2 separate regions of the Mus musculus genome follow, and region 2 is linked to region 1. Evidence: chromatin contacts called from public promoter capture Hi-C data. All regions are on one chromosome and are shown on one strand. Each heading gives the region's core, a stretch centred on a gene start, on an enhancer-like site or on the middle of the called end of the contact. The rest is flanking DNA. Distances are from core to core; before and after follow the strand shown. Region 1 holds the start of Nfkbil1 (nuclear factor of kappa light polypeptide gene enhancer in B cells inhibitor like 1). Region 2 holds the start of Pex6 (peroxisomal biogenesis factor 6).

The links. Promoter capture Hi-C pulls out the DNA fragments that hold promoters and counts their contacts.
Region 2: a contact with region 1 is called in a promoter capture Hi-C map of cranial neural crest. The contact joins the promoter of Pex6 here to the promoter of Nfkbil1 in region 1.

Annotation. Positions count from the first base shown.
Region 1 is chr17:35,233,348-35,237,979 of GRCm38.p6, forward strand. It overlaps Nfkbil1 (nuclear factor of kappa light polypeptide gene enhancer in B cells inhibitor like 1), which reads right to left and starts at 2,439. Exons shown (of 4, transcript NM_010909.5): 1 at 2,303-2,439; 2 at 1,605-1,884. The coding sequence starts at 2,359. It overlaps Atp6v1g2 (ATPase, H+ transporting, lysosomal V1 subunit G2), which reads left to right and starts at 3,249. Exons shown (of 3, transcript NM_023179.3): 1 at 3,249-3,498; 2 at 3,770-3,870; 3 at 4,278-4,632. The coding sequence starts at 3,417. The coding sequence ends at 4,451.
Region 2 is chr17:46,709,641-46,714,272 of GRCm38.p6, forward strand. Pex6 (peroxisomal biogenesis factor 6) reads left to right here and starts at 1,836. Exons shown (of 17, transcript NM_145488.2): 1 at 1,836-2,744; 2 at 4,268-4,431. The coding sequence starts at 1,860.

The sequences.
Region 1 (4,632 bases), core at 1,189-3,688:
TGATCTAGAAGTATGCCATCTGGGGCTAGGTCAAGAGGCTGGGGGAGCAGGGGCAGGAGAGTGCAGGGTTCTGGTAGGAAACCCCTGAGTGTTAACCTCAGCGGGATAAAACTAGTCACACCATAGCCGCCATGTAGGTTAGGTGAGATCTGCTTGATGGCTTTTTTTTCCTTCACTTTTTGAGACTCTTAGGCCCTGCCCAGACTGGCCTTGAGGTGTTCCCGAGGGCTGGGATTACAGGAGTGTGTTGTGAACTTCCTGTCTTTCTAGGCGGGGAGGCTGTTTCTGGGCTGGCTATCTGCCAGTAAGTAACACAAATGAACTAGAAAGAGGCTGTCTGCACTGTGGAGCCACTACCGATGCTGACTGGAGATGTTTTGTTGACGTCTCTCTACCGTGGCTCCGGCTAGCTTGGATGTAGAGCAGACTGGCCTTGAGTTTGCAGAGCCCGGACTGCCTCCGCCTCCAGACCGCACCACCAGCTTAAGTAGGATTTTTGTTACAGAATTTTGGTGAGAATGAAGAAAACTGGTCTGGCGCCTGGTATGTGTCAAGGGACATGAGTCCATCCCTAACACACAGCAGCAGATCTCCGGCATAACACCAAGTAAAAGTTTCAAGTCCTCTGGCCGGCCCAGCTGATCATGTGACAAAGCATGGATACTTTGTAAGGTGTTTGTGGCATTATTACAAGGTTGCCATTGTTTTGATTATGCAAGGAGAGAAGCAAAATTAAGGGGGTGGGGGTGGGGTGAGTGGAGCTGGGATCTGACCTGAGCAGTCAACTGCAAGGTAAAAAACCATCAAAGAAACAAAGTAGTCACTGAGCTGAAAGCTAGGAAATGTAAAGAAAGAGTTGCGAGCTATGCGGCTGGGTGTGGGAGACACATGCCTACAACCTCAGCACTTGGGATGCAGAGGCCAGCCTGAGAGACTCGGTAAGACCCTGACTCAAAAACAAAAACAATCGGGCTGGTGAGATGGCTCAGTGGGTAAGAGCACTGACTGCCCTTCTGAAGGTCCTGAGTTCAAATCCCAGCAACCACATGGTGGCTCACAACCATCTGTCGTGAGATCTGACGCCCACTTCTGGCACGTCTGAAGTCAGCTACAGTGTACTTATTTATAATAATAAATATGGGCAGGAGAGAGTGCGGTTGCCCTAAAATTCAATTCCGAACAACCAGATGAAGACTCACAACTATCCGTACTGCTACAGTGTGTACTCATATACATAAAATAAATAAATCTTCAAACAAACAAACAATCACACCATGCTAGCACACACCCCTTAGTTGATTGGGCGATGTTAGGATAAGCTTTTCTGTTACTAGAGAGATATGGCCACATCCCAACCAGGGATCTTCAACAGTTCCCAAGGACCAAAGAACTAACTTATTTCCCAACTATTTTGTTGTATGATACAGGGTCTCTCTGTAGTCTTGGAGCTCACTGTGTAGGCTACATACTTAGAGAGATTCTCCTGCCTCTGCTTGCCCAGAGTCAAAAGACCTGCGCCACCACACCAGGCCTTTATTTCCCACGCATTCTTTCAGTTCAGATCTGGCCAGCTTCTCAAGACCAGTTCCCACGGACCCACTCACCATCAGGGCCCTGGCGGGCAGCAGCGTGCAGCGCCGTGTCGCCATGGCGGTCCTGGTGGGCAGGGTCAGCGCCGAGACGCAGCAGCAGGCACAGGGCAGGGGCATCGTGGCGGGCGCAGGCCCTGTGGAGAGGCGGGGGCTGCCCAGCGTCCACATCAAGCCCGGGATGTCGCTGGAGGAGAGCCTGGGCTCGCACCAGCCGTCCTGCAGACAAGTACCGCCGGAAGCGTCGCTCTCGGCGGTGCCGGCGGGAAGCGGAGGCCATGGAACAACTCTGGGGCTGAGGAAGAAGTGGGAAATGGCAGCGGTGAGGTCCCAGCTCCGCTCTTCCCCGTTTCTCCCTTTACCTCCTATTTCCTCCCCCTTGCATCTCCAGCAAGAGATAAGGCCTATTCTAAACTCTCATCCCTTAGCAGATGGCAAGTTTGGGGCGGAGGGTGGGGATGGGGTTGGAGTTGGGGGCTGGTGGGGAGGGGGGAATCACAGAGTTAATTTTTGATGTAATTTTTGAGAAAATGATACATAGTTGTTTTAAGGTTCCAGAGCCCAAGAAAAAAGTTAATTCTGAACTTTGGAGGGAAACAACAACAACAACAACAAAAATCAAGTAAGGCCAGATGGGGGCAATTTTCATTAGCCACAAATCTGGAGAAAAGTCACAAATTCAAAGAGCGATCTAGAAATGGAATATAATGTACCCGACAGACAGACGTAGAGGCTTCTTCCTCTGGGGCCTGGGGGGAGGGGTTACTCATCAGACCTGCTCCCCGCCCCCCCAAGGACCCTCAGAGACGGAGGCCGGAGGCCTGGGCTTAAGACGCTCGGAGAAGGGAGGTGGGGAGGGAGGAGGCGCGCCAGGATGCAGGAAATGGCGCAAGCACACGCGCAAGTTTCGGGCGGAAATGAACTGTGTGTTCCATCCCGGAAATCGTACCGAACGCTCGGACTGGGTGACTTGTGATTAGGTCTCCGGAGGGGAAATAAGACAATTTGCGACATAGGGTCCTCCTGCAAGCGGAAGATGAGAGGCGAGCTTTCGAAGGGAGGCAGAGGCAGAGGCAGGCCTGGTCTATAGGGCGAGCTGCAGCGACAGCCAGGACTACAGAGAGAATCCCTGTCTCGAAACACACACACACAATCTCACACACACACACATAATCACACACACACCACACAACCACAATGAGGCCAAGTATATGGGTAGATCAAAAAAGAAAAACACATGGTTAGACACTAACAAGGCAAACGTAGGACAGAGCAGGGAGATGTGTGCAGACGTTCAGATTTGGGGGGAAAGTCTGAAGAGAAGATGGAGGCTGAAAAGAGGGGGTAAGGGCGGAGGGAGGCGTGGAGACACAGTTGGGAGTGTAAGTGAAACCCAGCGTACTGTGTCCAAGCGCATCCTTACCTTCCCACACCATTCTCATCGCCTTTGTGTCTCCTTCGAGACCACCAACCAAGATCTCCTCACACCCAAACACTCTGCCCTCCGCTTCCCCCAGACCCATCTCTGTGGACCCTGGTGACACGGAGAGGCCCTGCACCTGCTGCAGTAGTCAGCACAGGGCTGGTCTCTGCTGCCCTCGGGCGGCCGTTTCGGGTACTACCTCAGTGAGGTTCGAGAGGAGGACCAGTCATCAGTGTGAGGATGACAGACACCCACCCGGTGCAGGAGACTGAGTGAAAACGGGAGCGCTAAGACCCAGTGGGAGTGGAGGACCGCATCAAGGGCCCGGAGGAGTAGGCGCTGGAGGGTGGGAGCCGTCTGGTACCTCGGTCGCCTTCGGAACAGCATCCTCTCTAGTGATAAAAATGGCCAGTCAGACCCAGGGTATCCAGCAGCTCCTCCAGGCTGAGAAGCGGGCAGCGGAGAAGGTGGCCGATGCCAGGAAGAGTGAGCCCCCCTTTCCTCTCTTAGGAATATGGAAGGAGAATTTAGGAATAGGGGATAGCGGGCATTTGAGTCCTTAGGAAAAAAAAGCCCAAGGACAATGAGGACAGATGGGGGACTGAGGCTATTAGGGTAGAAGAAACGGGTGGGTTTTACAGTCTAGCATTTGGTTGGTTGACAGGAAACTGGATAACTTTCTAGAGGGCACTGATCCCACTAACGCACCTGGTTGTGTGTGTGTGTGTGTGTACACTCACTGTCCTTCTGCCTCTAGGGAAGGCCCGGCGACTGAAGCAGGCGAAGGAGGAGGCTCAAATGGAGGTGGAGCAATACCGCAGGGAGCGGGAACAGGAGTTTCAGAGCAAGCAGCAGGCGGTGAGTTGAGGGGGACAGGGATGGCCCCACCCAGGTGCAAATCGGTGGGTGCCTCTTGCCAGGTGTATACAGGTGACTAAGAAATTAGGGTGTCTGAGAGCTGAAGAGGCCCTGACAAGGACCACACATTGGTAAAGCTTTGACGGGATCTGTAAGGTCTGAGGGTTTTAAAGGGTACATGAGACTTGTGGGGCAGCCTTCACAGTCTGTATGGTGGGGACAGTTTTATGGTCAGTCTCAGAAGTAAGGATTGTGCCCACCTGCTTGGTATCTACATGTTTTTGTGGGGTGGGAATAGTTTCGAAAAGGCTTCCCAGGCCTTCCTCTGAACCTTTCCTCCTACATGCTGGGACCCTCCTTTCTCTGTGTCTGCTTTTTTCTTTCTCTCCTCCGCCCCCATCCCCCAGGCCATGGGCTCTCAGGGGAACCTGTCTGCTGAAGTGGAGCAGGCCACAAGACGGCAGGTTCAGGGCATGCAGAGTTCCCAGCAGAGGAATCGGGAGCGCGTCCTGGCTCAGCTTCTCGGCATGGTCTGTGAAGTCAGGCCCCAGGTCCACCCCAACTATCGGGTTACTGTCTAGAACCATCGCTCAGGGACACATCCCTAGAGTGACTCCTTCTGTCAGCTCCGTCCACAGAGAAATATCCCAACTCAAAACCACTTGTGTCGCATGCGCAGAGCCTTGGGTTCAATCCATAATATCATCCCCCCCACCCACCAAATCGCTTCACATAATAACCTGTTGCTGGAGGGGAGGCTTC
Region 2 (4,632 bases), core at 586-3,085, about 11 Mb after region 1:
ATACAACAAAAAGATTGGACAATTCCATTGAGACAAGTTCTCATGTATCCTAGGCTGGCTCCAAATTTACCACGTAGCTGTTGCCTCTACCTACCTTGTTGCTAGGAAGACAGGAGTCTATCAAACCAACCACACTTGGCTTTATAAAGTGCTTGAGATCAAACTCAGGGCAACAGCATGCCAGACAAGCACCCTACCAACTGAACTACATCTCCAGGCCAATTTCAGGTTCATGACCTAAGGTATTTCCAGGAGCTAAAATCAGAAATCTAAATATTTTCTCATCTTCTGGGGATAAAGATACCTTAATACATGTAGTCAATACTCAAACTTTCTGATATCTGATGTCCAAATTGTTCCAGAATGTATACTATACAAAATAGAAGACTATCTCAAAAGGTTCGACTGTAAAGGAGACAGTCTGACAGTAACTGGAAAAAAAATACAAGGTCCAGAAAAGGGGAATAGCCACAATCCAATATATTGATTAAATGTATTTCACAAAAACCTGTATCTGTTAATTACAAAGGAGACTTCTGGAGGGGGGCAGTTGGAGAGATGGCTCAGCTGTTAAGAGCACTAACTGCTCTACCAGCAGGCCCAGGTTTTATTCCCAGTACCCACCTGTCACTCACAAGTGTCTATAACTCCAGTTCCAGGGGATCTGACACCCTCACATAGACATACGTACAGACAAAACAGCAGTGCACGTACAAATTTTAAATAAATAAATCATAAAAAAGAAAGAGTAAAGACAAAGACGAAATCTAAGTAACTAAGGCTATTGGCTCAGTTCCCATCACAGAAGCCTTCAACCCTTTCCTTCTCTGTCGCCTTCTCTCCTATAGCTCTCCTAGAATTAGGTAAACTGTTCAAGCTTCAAGTTAGATCGGAGTAGGACAGAGAACGTGAAGGACCCAAGGCACTGGAACATGAGCTTTAAGGAGGGTGTGTTGGGAGAAGTGTGGCAACACCAAGCAACAGGGCTACATGAATCCCATGCATTAATTCAGCCAGCAGCCGCTGCATAAATAGATTGGCATAAGCATGGCTGGGGCAGTTTTATCCCACCATCCCCCTTACAACGTTCCCGGTAACCCTCAAGACGCTGTGCCTACAGCTGAGCAGGACAAACTAAGACATCCTCAGGAAAATGGACTTTTTCCACTTTTCTTTGTTTTTAAAGATTTATTTATTTTATGTAAGTCCGTACACTGTAGCTGTCTTCAGACACCCCAGAAGAGGGCATCAGATCTCATTACGGATGGTTGTGAGCCGCTATGTGGTTCCTAGGATTTGAACTCAGAACCTTTGGAAGAGCAGTCGGTGCTCTTAACCACTAAGCCATCTCCCCAAACCCCATCCTTCTTTTCACACCAATTATTCTTTTTTGTTTGTTTGTTTTGTTTTGTTTTTCGAGACAGGGTTTCTCTGTGTAGTACTGGCTGTCCTGGAACTCACTCTGTAGACAGGCTGGCCTTAAACTCAGAAATCCACCTGCCTCTGCCTCCCAAGTGCTGGGATTAAAGGCGTGCGCCACCACCGCCTGGCCCACACCGATTACTCTTGGTCAGTTAAATACTGAGTTCAAGTTATGGGGCATGAAGGTCGAGAGGACGCTACTTGCCCTACAGAATTGTAAAAATGCTCCTCCACTGAGTTTCAAAGGGCGCGTGCGTCGACAACAACGGAGGCGGTCGTCAAGCCAGGCTCCCCCCCACCCCTGTGCATCTTCTCAGGGGCCGACTTGGCCATCGGCACCCCGCCCACTTTCCTACCGGAAGCGGAAACGCCTCTCTTGCCCCGGACTTTTTCCGCCCCCTATTTCCGGAAGTGGAGTGGTTTCCTTCTCCTTCGCCATGGCGTTGGCTGTCCTGCGCGTCCTGGACCCCTTCCCGACGGAGACACCACCGTTGGCGGTGCTGTTGCCTCCCGGGGGCCCGTGGCCAGCGACGGGGCTGGGGCTGGTGCTGGCACTGCGGCCGGCGAGCGAGAGTCCCGCGAAGCCCGCGCTGCTCGTGGCGGCCGTGGAAGGGTCCGGCGCCCAGGGCGAGCAGCGCGGGCCGGGGCCTCCGCCGCTGCTGGTGAGCCGCGCGCTGCTGCGGGTCCTAGCGCTGGGGCCCGGGGCGCGAGTACGAGCGCGGCTTGTGCGGCGTCCCCCGGCCCTGGGCTGGGCGTTGCTTGCCACGGCTCCGGGACCCGGGCTAGGGCCTCGAGTCGGGCCGCTGTTGGTGCGCCGCGGGGAGACCCTCCCCGTGCCCGGATCGCGAGTGTTGGAGACGCGACCGGCCCTGCAGGGGTTGCTGGGCCCGGGGACACGGCTGGCCGTGACTGAGCTCCGCGGGCGGGCCAAACTGGGCCAGGAGAGTCGGGATCACAGCCATCCCCCGCCCCCGCCCGTAGTGTCGTCCTTTGCAGCTTCCCACTCGGTCCGGCGACTCCGAGGGGTTCTGGGAGGGACTGGAGATGCGCTGGGTGTGAGCCGGAGCTGTCTCCGGAGTCTCGGACTCTTCCAGGGCGAATGGGTCTGGGTGGCCCAGGTCGCAGAGTTACCCAACTCCTCGCAGCCGCGCTTGGCTCAAGTCCAGGTTCTAGAACCGCGCTGGGAGCTGTCTGAGAGACTGGGACCCAACTCCGGGCAGCAGCCGGGAGAGCCACTCGCTGACGGACTGGTGTTTCTGCCCGCCACTCTGGCTTTTAATCTCGGCTGTGACCCCCTGGAAGTGGGAGAGCTCAGAATTCAGGTCAGGAATGCTTCCTTTAACTTTTGCTCTCTTCCCTGTCTTTACTGAGTTGGAAGGCTAAATCTGTAGAATTCAGGTCCCCTGTGCCTTACAATTAGACCTTTCACTTAAGGTCTCTTAGTCTTGTATACTCATTTTCTCTTATCAAACTGTCTTTCACGTGTTCAGGTGAAACATGAGGTTCCCTGCCAAGTACCAGCTCTGCGTACCCCTAGTCTGTAACTGCGTTGCTACGTTAGAATGCTATCCTGGTACCTCTTGCTTTTTCCTTGACTGACTTCTTGTTCTAACTTTATCTGATAAAGCAACTGTCATTTCCGACCTAAACGTGACACTCGCATAAATCCTTTCATGATTTTATAACCACAACCTTAACATCATTTCTTCCTCTTGTAGCCTTTTGAGCCTTGTTAGGGTATATATCTTATTTATATGATTACACACACACTGTCTAGGCCTCAGTCATATATTGTACATAACTTGATATGTCTTATTAAATACATTTAAGAGAAGTTCTTGAAGTGTTTGATTTCTGCCTTTTAAAAATACAATTGTGCTTGGGAGAGGCGGGGTCTACAGTTTAGTTTCTAAGCATAGAAGTATATGATTTAGGCTGGTGCTGGCTTGAAAGGAAGCCAGTAGCCACGTAAAATTAACTAGTTAACACCAGATCTGAAGTTGATTTAACCTCTCTCGGGTGCCCAATGGCCATAGGTAGAAACAAAGACAGTCCATCAGAGTTAGTTGAGTGACTAGTTAACACTGAGATGGACCTAGTGTGTGGCCCAGCACCCAGAGCAGACAGACCAACCCTGTCCACTAAGATGTCCAGATGAGAGTGGTCTCCTTCTAACAGAAGTACAGTGGAGGACAGTCAGCTGACCAGCCCGTTAGTGGTGTCAGGACATATCTGAAGCTGGCTGTGGTGGCTCCTGTCTGTAGTTTTTGAGAAGCTGATGCACGAAAATCAGTGGGTTGAAGGTCAGCCTGAGCTCTGGACTGAGACAACAAAACTATATAGCCTTTTCCCACAGCCAGAGCCATGTCTTCACCAGAGACCACTTGGTGTCAACTCAGTAGCTACCTGCTGTCCTTCAGAGAACCTGTAGAGGCAGGGTGTGGTGCTACATGCCTGTAATCCCAACACTTGGGTGGGGGAGACAGGAGGATTTGGGACTCGAGTATTCCCATCAACATAGCTGCCAATCTGGGCTACATGAAACTGTCTCAGTAGGAAAACAGAAATCAGAGAAGTACATTTCTTAGTACCTCACTGGCTGTGGGATGACAAGGATCAAAGCCAGAAAGCCGTCTTTACAGGCGGCTCTGGAACCAGAGTCAAGAGTTGGTTCACATTAGGAGGGCTTTTGGTTTCCTAAGGGTAGCAGAGCTCTGCAGTTTGGCCGTCCTGGGTCACCAGCCTTGCTAAGGGAAAGACAAAAGGTGGATGTGGGTACTGGCTGCTACGAGTGTAAAACCTGACTGCTTGGAGGTTGTAAGCTGGCAACTGTTTTCTCCATTAGAGGTATTTGGAAGGCTCCATCGCCCCAGAGAACAAAGGAAGCTGTTCACCACTGCCCGGGCCTCCGTTTGCTCGAGAGTTACACATTGAGATTCTGTCCTCGCCTCACTACAGTGCTAATGGAAATTATGACCATGTCCTGTACCGGCACTTTCAGACACCCAGGTCAGCCGAACGGAAGAAAACACCTCACCTTGACCCTCTCCTCCCATCCCATGTCTCAGATCCAGACACCCAAGAGCTACTGGCTTAAGAGAAGTCTCATTATAGGCACCACTGTGGCAGGGAACCTTGGAGTAAGCCTGAGGTGAATTGGGACATTCTAAGGAAAAAAAAAAAAAAAAAAGGACCGTTTGGTCAAAGAGA